Linked DNA regions of Mus musculus: regions 1 and 3 are each linked to region 2. Evidence: chromatin contacts called from public HiChIP or PLAC-seq data. All regions are on one chromosome and are shown on one strand. Each heading gives the region's core, a stretch centred on a gene start, on an enhancer-like site or on the middle of the called end of the contact. The rest is flanking DNA. Distances are from core to core; before and after follow the strand shown.

What was found. HiChIP or PLAC-seq counts read pairs in DNA pulled down with a chosen protein or histone mark.
Region 1: an H3K27ac HiChIP or PLAC-seq map of microglia shows a contact between it and region 2, with 5 times the contacts expected there. The contact joins two enhancer-like sites. A contact is called at or near these places in 2 of 484 Hi-C or Micro-C datasets (the P5424 cell line and erythroblasts), 1 of 115 datasets of contacts at active chromatin or transcription factors (microglia) and 1 of 9 other capture datasets (embryonic stem cells).
Region 3: a contact with region 2 is called in an H3K27ac HiChIP or PLAC-seq map of microglia, with 5 times the contacts expected there. The contact joins two enhancer-like sites. A contact is called at or near these places in 5 of 115 datasets of contacts at active chromatin or transcription factors (embryonic basal ganglia, embryonic midbrain, kidney and 2 more).

Annotation. Positions count from the first base shown.
Region 1 is chr14:62,243,194-62,246,877 of GRCm38.p6, reverse strand. No RefSeq gene overlaps it. Among named protein-coding and RNA genes, the nearest start is that of Dleu7, 48 kb to the left of the region's middle. Within about 2 kb of position 1,282, at least 35 of the 459 cell types and tissues checked have an H3K27ac peak or open chromatin away from gene starts, as enhancers often do. A contact at or near this core is called in microglia, where this site is marked.
Region 2 is chr14:62,000,131-62,003,709 of GRCm38.p6, reverse strand. No RefSeq gene overlaps it. Among named protein-coding and RNA genes, the nearest start is that of Gm35307, 33 kb to the left of the region's middle. Within about 2 kb of position 1,984, at least 45 of the 459 cell types and tissues checked have an H3K27ac peak or open chromatin away from gene starts, as enhancers often do. A contact at or near this core is called in microglia, where this site is marked.
Region 3 is chr14:61,756,239-61,759,850 of GRCm38.p6, reverse strand. No RefSeq gene overlaps it. Among named protein-coding and RNA genes, the nearest start is that of Gm46480, 51 kb to the right of the region's middle. Within about 2 kb of position 2,225, at least 129 of the 459 cell types and tissues checked have an H3K27ac peak or open chromatin away from gene starts, as enhancers often do. A contact at or near this core is called in microglia, where this site is marked.

The DNA of each region.
Region 1 (3,684 bases), core at 33-2,532, 240 kb before region 2:
CATTTCCAGTCTTTGTACTGAACCTCAGTTCTGCAGAGAGCTTTAAAAGCAATCTCAGTGTGAGTTAAGACTCCAGACAACTAGAGAGATACTTAAGGAGCACTAACTGCTTATTGATAAGCTAATAGGAACACAACATACTTGTAACACCGTTGTCAGCTAGAACTCCAAGATGGGCTGTCTTAATGTTTCAACACTCTGAAGGGCGGTTTCATATTAACCAAAGCCAGGCCTTGTCATGCTCCTACGGTGGCGTGTACGCTCTTTTCGTGTGAAATCTTGGTTTGTCTCTGCCGTATTATCTCTACCGCTGTCTTCCGAGAAGCATAGGTGGACTGGCTGAGAGAACAGGGGTGGGGTCCATGCAGCCCTTCCCTTTCCTTGTAAGATACATGATTGGCTGAGAGCAAACATGGTGGCAGCCCAAGTTCAAGGTCAAGCTTGCTTCTTCCTCTCACTGGAACCTCTTCTCCAGTCAGGTGTCTGCATCGGGGTGGGGGTGGGGGGTCATTGGAGTCCATGCCATGTAAACTTGAGCACTGAAGTCCCAGCACCAGGATAAACTGCCTTCTTCCTCTGTGTCCTCACCCGGCCCCAACTCCATCTTCCACTGTCCTGAGTCATCTCATTCAGGTGGGATCATAGTAGCCCTGTCCCTTCCTTGCCTTTTTGCTTTCCTGGGGACATAGCTCAAGTACATTTACTCACGTCGATGAATACCTTTCTAACTATTCTTTTTTCTTTTTCCCCCCTCGTACCTTGATGGGGAGACACTGTTTTTCAGATGAGTACAACAGCGTCCTATGGCTGTTCTACCTTCCTCAGGAAGGTGGGAAACCTGTAGAGCATCTTTGGCTTTCCTGGGGCATCTGTAAAGCTGGTTGATGAGGGTAGAAAAGGTTGGGCTGAGTAGTGGACAGAGTCCTTTTCCTCTCACACCCAGTGAGACTCCACCTCCTCCCTGAGCCTCCCCCGCCAGAGCTTGGCTGTCTGCACTCCCTGTAGTTTTGAATGTCCCCAGCGTGCTTCCTCTTTTGTTAGTGTGTGAGAGGGGACAAAGGTTTCTCAGGGCTGTCCTTGAACATGGATGATAGTCAGACTCCATGGCCAGTCTTCAAAGATTACAAGAAAAAACATCAGGGGGCCTGGGAATCTGGGAACATCCTTGAGTTTCACATGAGATCCCTGTGGGTGTAAGATGACACCTCAAAGTCTACATACACTGTGTCGCAGACAGACTCTAAGAAGGTTGGAAGGGGAAAAACAAACTTCTCTCCCACGCAGCTCCAACTTCCCCCTTCAGATCTTGTCTCTTTTGGTTTTGAAACAAAAGCAATATTAATGCTGACAGATACATAAACAGGGATATAAAGTAGACATCTTTGGGACACCAAGATTTGCGGAAATACTTGCTATTCTGTGCTGAGATGTTTCCATTTCCTTATGTGCCCTTTAACTATATTTTAAAACACTCACAGTGGGCAGTTTACTTCTCTGGGGTTGGTTAGCTGCCGTGTGGAATTAGGATAAAATCATTCAGAGGTTCATTTTGGTGCTCATAGTCCAGGAGTTCATATGTGTAGTCTGTCTTGTTTAGTCTGTTTGTTATTCAGCCCGGTCCAAAAGCACTATAATTGTGCACTTTCAAGAGTAAGTAGTAGATGCTTGTTTGTGTATCTGCTCAGTTCCAACCTGAGAACCTGGGTGCTCATGCACACCCCACACACTCCACATTATGGTGGAGGACACCAGACACTTCGTAGGCAGCATTTCATGTGAACAACAGACAAGCTATCAGATGCCACTGTCGTGCTGTGATGGGGCTCTGTGTGTTGGGAAGCAGGCTCCAGATATATGTTCTCTGAAACGGAAGCAGTTTATTTACAGATATAGAAAGGAAAACCGAGGTTCGTGTCACTGCAGCCTTCCCGGCAGCTCTGAAACCTGCACTTGGCTGAGAGTTGAAAAGATGACCCTGATGTTAGGGTGACTGCCCCACATGCCAGGGGAAATGTGCCCAGGAGAACCTGCTCCCACTTCCACTCTCAGTAAGCCTCCCCCCCCCAAAAAAAACCAAAATGGGAGCAAGTAGGGGTCCTCAGTAGAGTCTTCAGCTAGCATCCTTTATCATCTTCACTGCCACACCGGAAACCCAGGATCCGCCCTTTGATGACACTTTCATCTTCCCCAATCACAATTTCACCTCTTGCCTCTTGGAAAGTGCTGGAATGTCACTTTAATTTCAGGAAATAGAAGAGCATGCTACGTGTACACAGTGTGAGGCTCTGGCTTTGGGAGAGATTGGAGGTAATAAATGGAGTCTCTTTAGAGCATCCACATAATACTGAGATTCCTTCTAGTCAATACTAGAAGAGCTTTCCTTGTCTTCACCCTGGTCTTCCTCAGCCTTGATTTTATTTATTTAATGATCTCTCCATCCCCAACCTCTCTTAAACACACATACACATAGAGACACACACAGACATACACACAGCCGCAGCCACACAGACACACTGACACTCAGACATACACATATAAGGAGGGGGAGAGGGAAGGAGAGAAGGAGGGAGGAAGGGAGGGAGGGAATATTTCATAGGCCAGCTTGGAGTTTTAGAATCACTGCATACAATATATTTCTGCCCACATTCTCAGACAGGGTTGAGGACCGTGGCACCTGTCCAGGTTCTATGTCTTAGCCAATATTCTATTGCTGTGAAAAGACACCATGACCATGGATTTAGGCCTGTAGAGAGTCAAGAAATCACAGCAGGACTATAGGGAAAAGCAAAGGAGAACAGAAGATAGCAAGTACCAGGGCTCTACAATCTTCCTTAAGTACATGATCTTGAACTAGCTGCATCTCCTAGAGCTTCTAGTATACCTTCCCCTCCCACCAGCACCATGCTCTAAAGACATGGGTCTTTGAGAGGCACTGGACATCCCAACTATAACAATGGAGCAGGAAGGTGAAATTAGGTTTCCAAGGAGGAGTGAACAATGGCTCTAAGCAGAGAGATATCCCTTGTGTGGGTGGTCTGATATGCGTGGAGGTGGGAGGACAAAAGAAAGCACTGGGGAGGAGGGGCAGAATGGCATATTGAGAACAGGCAGAGTCTAGACATCATATATCCCTGGGTAGAATCTGTCTCGTGGATGAGATTGGCAACCCTCCCAGTAATAGGCCCACAAGTACTAGGGTTGCAGATAACAGGTTTCTGATATCTTTGCTCAACCACTCCAGCAGAGTTATTAAGTGGCCTGAATATCCTGGAAAAAAAATCAGAAGTACTTTAATGTCATTTTCTGAGCCAATAGCAACTAGTCTTTTAGCAGTTCACACTAACACTCCATTCAATCCTTAAGATAGCTAAGACACTGGCAGAAAAGGATCTAAAACTTGGAATGAAAGCAAAAACTGACACTCGGATCTTGCAGTGACATCAGGGAGCAAAGGTCACCCAAGAACCTCCTTGAGAAATTTTTTTGGATCACCGCGTTGCTTAATGTTGACTACTATACCCAGACTTAGAGGAGTCATGACTTAGTTTGAGTGCTTTAGCCCTAGAAATTTTACAGCTATTTTTTCCTCATTAATATAGATAAACCCAGGAATTTGTAATCTGTTGGATACTATAAAAATTATATTTACAGAACATTCTTTCCCTATTTTTTAAAAAGCCTATA
Region 2 (3,579 bases), core at 735-3,234:
TCAGGAGATGGTACTTCTTAAGCATGTTGCTCCTTGACACTAAGTGCCTGGCACCTCGCCACCCAGCCAGCAAGTAGTTCCATTGTTATTGAAACCACGTGTTCATTAGCAAGGTTGGCACCAGCTCAAGCTCTGCTGTCCAAAGTTGGTTGTATTCCATTCTTGTCCAGACAACGGGGCAGTGTAGGACAGTTTGGGCATGGGAACAAACAGTCTTGCTTGACGAAATTCGAGTCTTCAATGGCTAGAAACACGATCCCATTTCTATCTTGACATACGTCTGCACTGATGTTTCAGAGAGAGACATGTTTTGAAAGAAAAATCCTATTCTTTCAGTGCTATCTTTGCAAAGTTGTACTTAATTCTTTCCACGGCCCGCAGGAATAGCCAGCGTCCCTGTTTCTTGCTGAGCTAATCACTTCATCCCTGGAGATCCATGCAGAAGTGTTTCACTTAACATAAAGGAGCGACTTCGGATGGTTGCTTTCAATTAAGAAAGCCTGAGAGAGTTCTGAGAACAGTGCTCGCTCTCTTCTTTAAAAGGAGGGGGGAGGGGCGTGCAGACCTGAGGGAGGGAAGGAAAGAGAGAAAGGGAAAGGGATACAAGGGGGCTTGGAGACTGGGAGACACACATTCAAATGGAGCTATCAGTCTTCTAGAAAGCTATGCGCTGTGCACATTTAATCTCATTCTACTGTGGTAGAAAGGCAGGCAGGAACCTTAAACATATTTTCTAATTATTATTTCTGTTCATGTGTCTCACATACAGGTCAAACAACGTAGATTTTCTTATAGTCTTTAGTGGAAAAGCAAACCCACTTTCTGCTTGGGTGCCTCACAAGGCTGCCAAAATATCTACTTAAATCTATTCATTGCCTCTTCTTACTGAAGAATTCCTTATGGCTCACATGTGTTTTAAAGTTCTGTCCTATTTATATGTCTTGATAAGCAAGTGTGATTTTTGCACATTTAGAAATCTATCCTGTGGTAAATAGCTGAAGTATCTTTGGTGTTTGCTACTGGAGATGGTGGCATTGAAGATCACATTCTACTACATAGGTTCCATTATTTTATATTTCTTATATTATAAAATACCTCCATGAAGAGATAGATCTATTAAAATATTTTTTTCAGAAATTTGAAAATGAACTAACTCTCACCCTCAAGCAACCATATTACAGCCCAAAAGACACAGGACTCTCAGAGGACAGAAGTGCCAGCCGATAAACAACACTAAGGAGCAGAGTATCCTACCAGTGATGATTTGAGCTGCCTGGGAAAACGGGAGACACCCAACACTTTCTTACCCCAGCAAGGAGTGACGGAAAGAGCCAAGAAAAGGAATTAAACATTAATTATCCTTATTGAAATCATTAACCATGTGGGAAAAGCCAGGCCAGTTTCAGCAAGCACACTTCTTTTTAGTTCAGTTTAGTTCCCTCTCAACTAGTGTTGAAGGGTAAAGTCCTTACAGGATGGTCAGCCTTCAATATCCCCAGTGGCTCCACTCTGATTACTATCCTGAGAGTTGGGAGAAAACCCCAACTTGCTAATGAGTGCCCACTGCCGTGCTTCCGAGTCCCTAGATCTTCCCTGTGCTTTGAGCACCGGAAGAGCAAGCAAATGTTTCAGAGATTTGCTCCTGATTTTTTTTTTTTTATGTCATATAAATTCAGTTCAAAATTAAAACAGCGAAATCTGACAACAGAAAAGCAGTCCCATTTCTCCGGGTAAGCAAGGGTTAACCCTGATGTCCAGTGTGCTGTGTTCATTTCTGCATGTGTTTGCATGTCCGGTGGGAACCACTCTACCCATGCTCTTTGTCCATATGACCTTTTGCAGGAAGCAGAGAAAGGCTTCCCTTGTTTCCTTCTGCTGAGTGAGTTTAAAAACATTGTTCCCCTAACAACTAAGAGGGCCAGTCAGAGAAGGAAGGATGAGACAAAGGCTAAATATTCTCCCCCAGGAAGGGCCATGCATAGAGTCAGCCACAAGACAGCAGCTGCCGTAGAAACTGCCCATGTGTGAGAGATATGCCAGGGGGTGACAGTTGTAAAGGTTGTCCCCGGTCAGCTTTTCACACGTGCTTCCTGAACTGTGGCACTGCTCCTTTTAAGCAGAAGTGGGGCAATAAGGCGACCTGGTGAATCTATGACGGATTGGGAACGAGAGATTAATCAGCTTAGGGCTGCTGTAACAGAAATGCCTACCTTAATCAGCTTACCAAAGAGAGAACGGGCATTTTGACTTATGGATATGGAGACCACACTTCTGGTTCCTGCTGCTGCTGGCCCTGTAGTGAGGCAGCAGGTCACAGTCAGGGGTAAGCTTATAAAGGTCAGGTGACTGATGGAGTTTGGGCTGGAATCTGATTTACAGTAGGTCCTTGAACTCTTTCTGTGGTTATCTTCCCAATACCAGAACGTACAATTTGGGTAGATATACTTAGAAGTGGGCAGAATTTTCATATTGATCCCCTGACCTGTGAAGTGAGGGCTATTATGGTTGGAAAGGCTAAATGGATGGCTTTGGAGTTGCCTCTGCCAGGGAAAATAGTGAACCAAAAACAATTTGGAATCCCTGGAGGAGTCCCAGAAAGTAGCACCACCATCAAGGACCTGAAAGATGCAGAGGTACTGGTTCCCACCACATCTCTTATTAGTTCTCCTATCTGGCCAGTGCAGAAGACAGATGGATCAAGGAAAATGACAGTTGACTATTGACAATTTAATTAAGTAGTGACTACTATTGCAGTTGCCATACCAAATATGATGTCCTCACATGAGGAAATGAACACATCTGGTACATGGTATGCAGCTACTGATCTATCAAATGCCTTTTTCTGGGTACCTGTCCATAGGGATCATCCAGAAGCAATTTGCTTTCAGCTGACAAAGTACAGTTTTACCTCAAAGATACATGAGCTCTCCAGCCCTATGCCATAACTTAGTTTGAAGGGATCTTGATTGTCTCTTCCAAAAAAATGTCACACTGGTCCACTATACTGATAACATTAGGCTGACTGGACCAAATGAGCAGGAGGCAGCAACAACTTCGTTGGTAATGTATAGTACATCAGAGGATGAAAAGTAAATCCAACCAAAATTCTAGGGCCTCAGTGACATTTTTAGGAGTCCAATAGTGTGGGGCATGAAGATATATTCCTTTAAACATGAAGAATAAATGATTACACCTGGCCCCTCCCACCACCAAGAAAGAAGCAGACTGCTTAGTGGGCCTTTTTGGATTCTGGAGACAGCATATTCCTCACTTGGGTGTGTTACTCAAGCCCATGTACCAAGTGGTTCAGAAAGCTTCTAGCTTTGAGTGGGGCCTGGAACAAGAGAAGGCTCTTCAACAGGTCCTGACCACTCTGCAGGCTGCTCTACCACTTGGGCCATATGATTCTGAAGACCTGGTGGTACTTAAGGTGTCACTGGCAGTTAGAGATGCAGTCTGAAGCCTTTGGCAAGCCCCTAGAGTTGAATGACAGAGGAAGCCTTTGGGATTTGGGGGGAAAAGGCACTACCATCATCTGTAGATAACTATTCTGTCTTTGAGAATAGTTTGGCCTGCTAT
Region 3 (3,612 bases), core at 976-3,475, 240 kb after region 2:
AACCTATTCAAACCCCAAGACTGGGAAAGTCATGGGCCCTAGTGAGGAATCCGCTGCTGTTTGGCCTAGTAGATGTGGTAGATACACACACACACACACACACACACACACACACACACACTTCTGACACTAATTCATTGTTACTTATAAAATACCAGTGGTTCTTAAAGTTGCTTATGGTGAGTTTCATTATTTTTACAAAACATGAAATAATACCTTTAAATTTTTTGAAGGTTAATATGCTATGTCTAGCCAGCTACTGAAGACTAGAATTCTGCTTATGCTAGATCAAAAATCTAAACTAAAACACAGATATATAAAATTCAAAGCAAAAATATTCTTACAAGCAATAAAGACTCACATTCTCCCAACACTTTTGTGCATAGCATCTTGCTCCTGTCAGAGCACCAGCATCTTCAGAGACTTGTACCAGGCACCACCCTGAGATTCTGCTTTACTCCTAGGAAAGTCTCTGGACAACACTTGACTGGACCTGCACTCAGTCCTGATCCTTAAGAAGATTTGCAAAAAAAAGACTTTTTCCAGTTTTATCGTCACCTTAGAATACAAAGCTGTTTGTCATTGGCCAGTGTTTCATTTTAGAACAAAATGATTGCAAACGGCTTACCCCATGATAGAGCTCTGTAGTTCTTCACTTGTGTTAAAATGAAAATGGCCTTGGAGGAAAGACTATTTCCACAGACAGCTCACTGTGGCAGTGGTGAGGGCTCAATGGTGAAAGTCGCTCTACCTCAAGTATCAAGGATCTTTAAGGCTGAGGGCACACTCCCTCTGCATGCTTCATACCAAGAGAGGGGCCAAAAAAAAAAAAAAAAACCCTACTATTTAGTCTTCAGGAAATGATCACCTTTCTCACAAGGGGACTAGTAAGTCACAAGTCACCCCACTGAAGTGATCATAACGAGCTTCTTCAGCAATACGATAACCTATCTGAAGGTTTCAGGGCAGGCGGTTTCACTTACATCCAGGGCAAGCCAAGCACTGAATCTACACACACACAAATACACTGTGATAGTTTGCATATTTTTGGCCCAGGGAGTGGCACTGTCTGAAGGTGTGGCCTTGTTGGAGTAGGTGTGTCACTGTGGGTGTGGGCTTTAAGACCCTTGTCATAGCTGCCAGGAAGCCAGTCTTCCAGCGGCTTTCAGATGAAGATGTAGAACTCTCAGTTCTTCCTGCACCATGCCTGTCTGGTCGCTGCCATGTTCCCACCTTGGTGATAATGGACTGAACCTCTGAACCTGTAAGCCAGCCCCAATGAAGCCATCTTTTAGACAAGAGGAACATGTGAGATGCAACACCTGCTACTGAACATTTTTAATCAGTAAACTGTCCTCACTAAAGGTTTTGAGTAGTTAAAACTTGTATCACTGTATCCAGAACTGGAGGTGGAAATGCCATATTACATTTCTTTAGATATGCACATGCAACATACTCTCTATTACATATAACCAGATGTTGCTATGACAGCGCTTTTGTTAAACTCAGACAGAGTTCCTGAGATAGTTCTACACAATATGGGATTTCGGGAATTTACTTTTTAGCAACTACTGAAATAGATCTTGTGAATCTTGGGAGGCAAGTAAGCTATGTGAAAATAAATAAATCACAGGGATTTTTATTATGTATTTATTCAAAATGAAGGGAAAGGCACGTGATTCACAATATATGCAACCTGAGCTTAGAAATGTTTCTCTTCATTATCTAACAGTATGTGGTTTTATAAAAAACAAACTACCAAACAGTAATAGGACAGCTTTTTACTCGAAAATGCATATGGTTCCTTGGCTAAAAATAGTACAAACGATGGCGCTTCCAAAGACAAAGTAATCTCCTGGGGACAGAATTAGTTATGCTCCCTACGCCTGCACACTGCAAAGCTGAACTGTATTTAAGGCTGTTCACAAGAATTAAACAAAAACTTAAAAGAGGAAACCCCTCTTCGAGAGGTTTTATAACGTTTTGAAAACTGCATTATACATTCTAGACGCAATTTAACTTGTTTGCATTTGTGCCATGCCTTCCCATACATAACCACTTTCAAATGCTTTCTAAAGGCCCAGGAAGGCTATGTAAGAACTGCTCAGCGGAGTGCACACGCTCAGGAACACGTGGCATGCCCGCGGCAGGCTCTCACTTTCTCCATGTCCCACCAGACACGGTCCCTAGGGACTTCTGTGCTCCAGTCTGGGAGGGCGGGCGACTTGGCACAGCCTCTCCCTGGGTAGGAGGGGAGAGCTGCTGACTCACGACCAAGGCGGGCTGGCTGCTCTCCCTCCCTCCCCAGCCCTGCCGAGAGAGAGAGAGAGAGAGAGAGAGAGAGAGAGAGAGAGAGAGAGAGAGAGAGAGAGAGAGAGAGAGAGAGAGAGAGAGAGAGAGAGAGAGAGAGAGAGAGAGAGAGAGAGAGAGAGAGAGAACACTGTGGGAAGGAACACCTCCAGAGCCCAGTGTTCCCATCACAGCCTCACCCCCAGCAGGCGAGGAAGAGGATGGAAACCAGAATGAGTTAGAGAAAGAGGAACCTATGGAGAAGGAAGCGCAAGAGTGGACCTTCCTTCCCAGCCTGGGCTTGGGGGGGAAAAAAATCCTCTGCCCCGCCCCCACTGGACAAGCCGCCTGGCAGGTCTGTGTGCATTCAGTGACTAAAATCCTTCAGCCAGTTTCTCTTCCCAAACCCTCTTCCCATTTTCACTCCTGTCTTGTCATAAGGATGAGCTGCCTAAGAAAGCATTTAAGGCTTCTGTTGTCAACTGGACACTGAGCCCTGATCTGCCCTGGATGGAAATCTATAATTCTGAGCCCCAAGGACCTGGAGGCCACGTTTTAACCAGCCAGGAATTCAGATTCAGTGTTAACAATGAAATAAAAGGTCTTTTTTTTTTTCACTCCCCAAAGCAGTTGCATGGTTATATATGTAAATACACCATGTTAGGCAAGAAGTCAGGACAGTTGCCTCTGAGGCAGGGTGGAGATGACAGGAAGGAGTGCAAAGAGAGCATCCTGAAATGGTGGCAACATTCTGAGCCAACCCTGATCAGGGTTTACAGCTGTGTGCATTTATCATAAGTCTGTCAATCCACTGTGTATGTGTGCATTTCATTCTTTTTTTTTATTTATTTATTTTACAGTCCCACTTCCCCTTCTCATTCCCCCCATTGCCCCTTCCCTTTCTCTGCAGAGAAGGGGAGACACCCCCCACCCCCCCACCCCCCACCCCCACCCTGTCTTGGGTATCACCCTACCCTGGGGTATCTAGTCCCAGCAGGACTAGGCATATCCTCTCCTACTAAGGCCCAACCAGCCAGTTCAGGTAGGGGAAGAGGATCCATTGGCAGGGAACAGAGACTAAGACAGCCCCTGCTTCACTTGTTAAGGGAGCCACAGGAAAACCAAGCTATACATTTGCTATAGATGGGTCTGGGGTCTAGATCCAGTTCCTGCATGCTGCCTGGTTGGTGGCCCAAGCTCTGTGCACCCCTATGGTCTCAGGTTAGTTGACTCTGTGGCTCTTCTTGTGGTGTCCTTGGTCCTCCTCCTTGCTCATTTCCATCCCCCACGATTCCAGGGGACTTCCCAGGCTCCACCTGATGT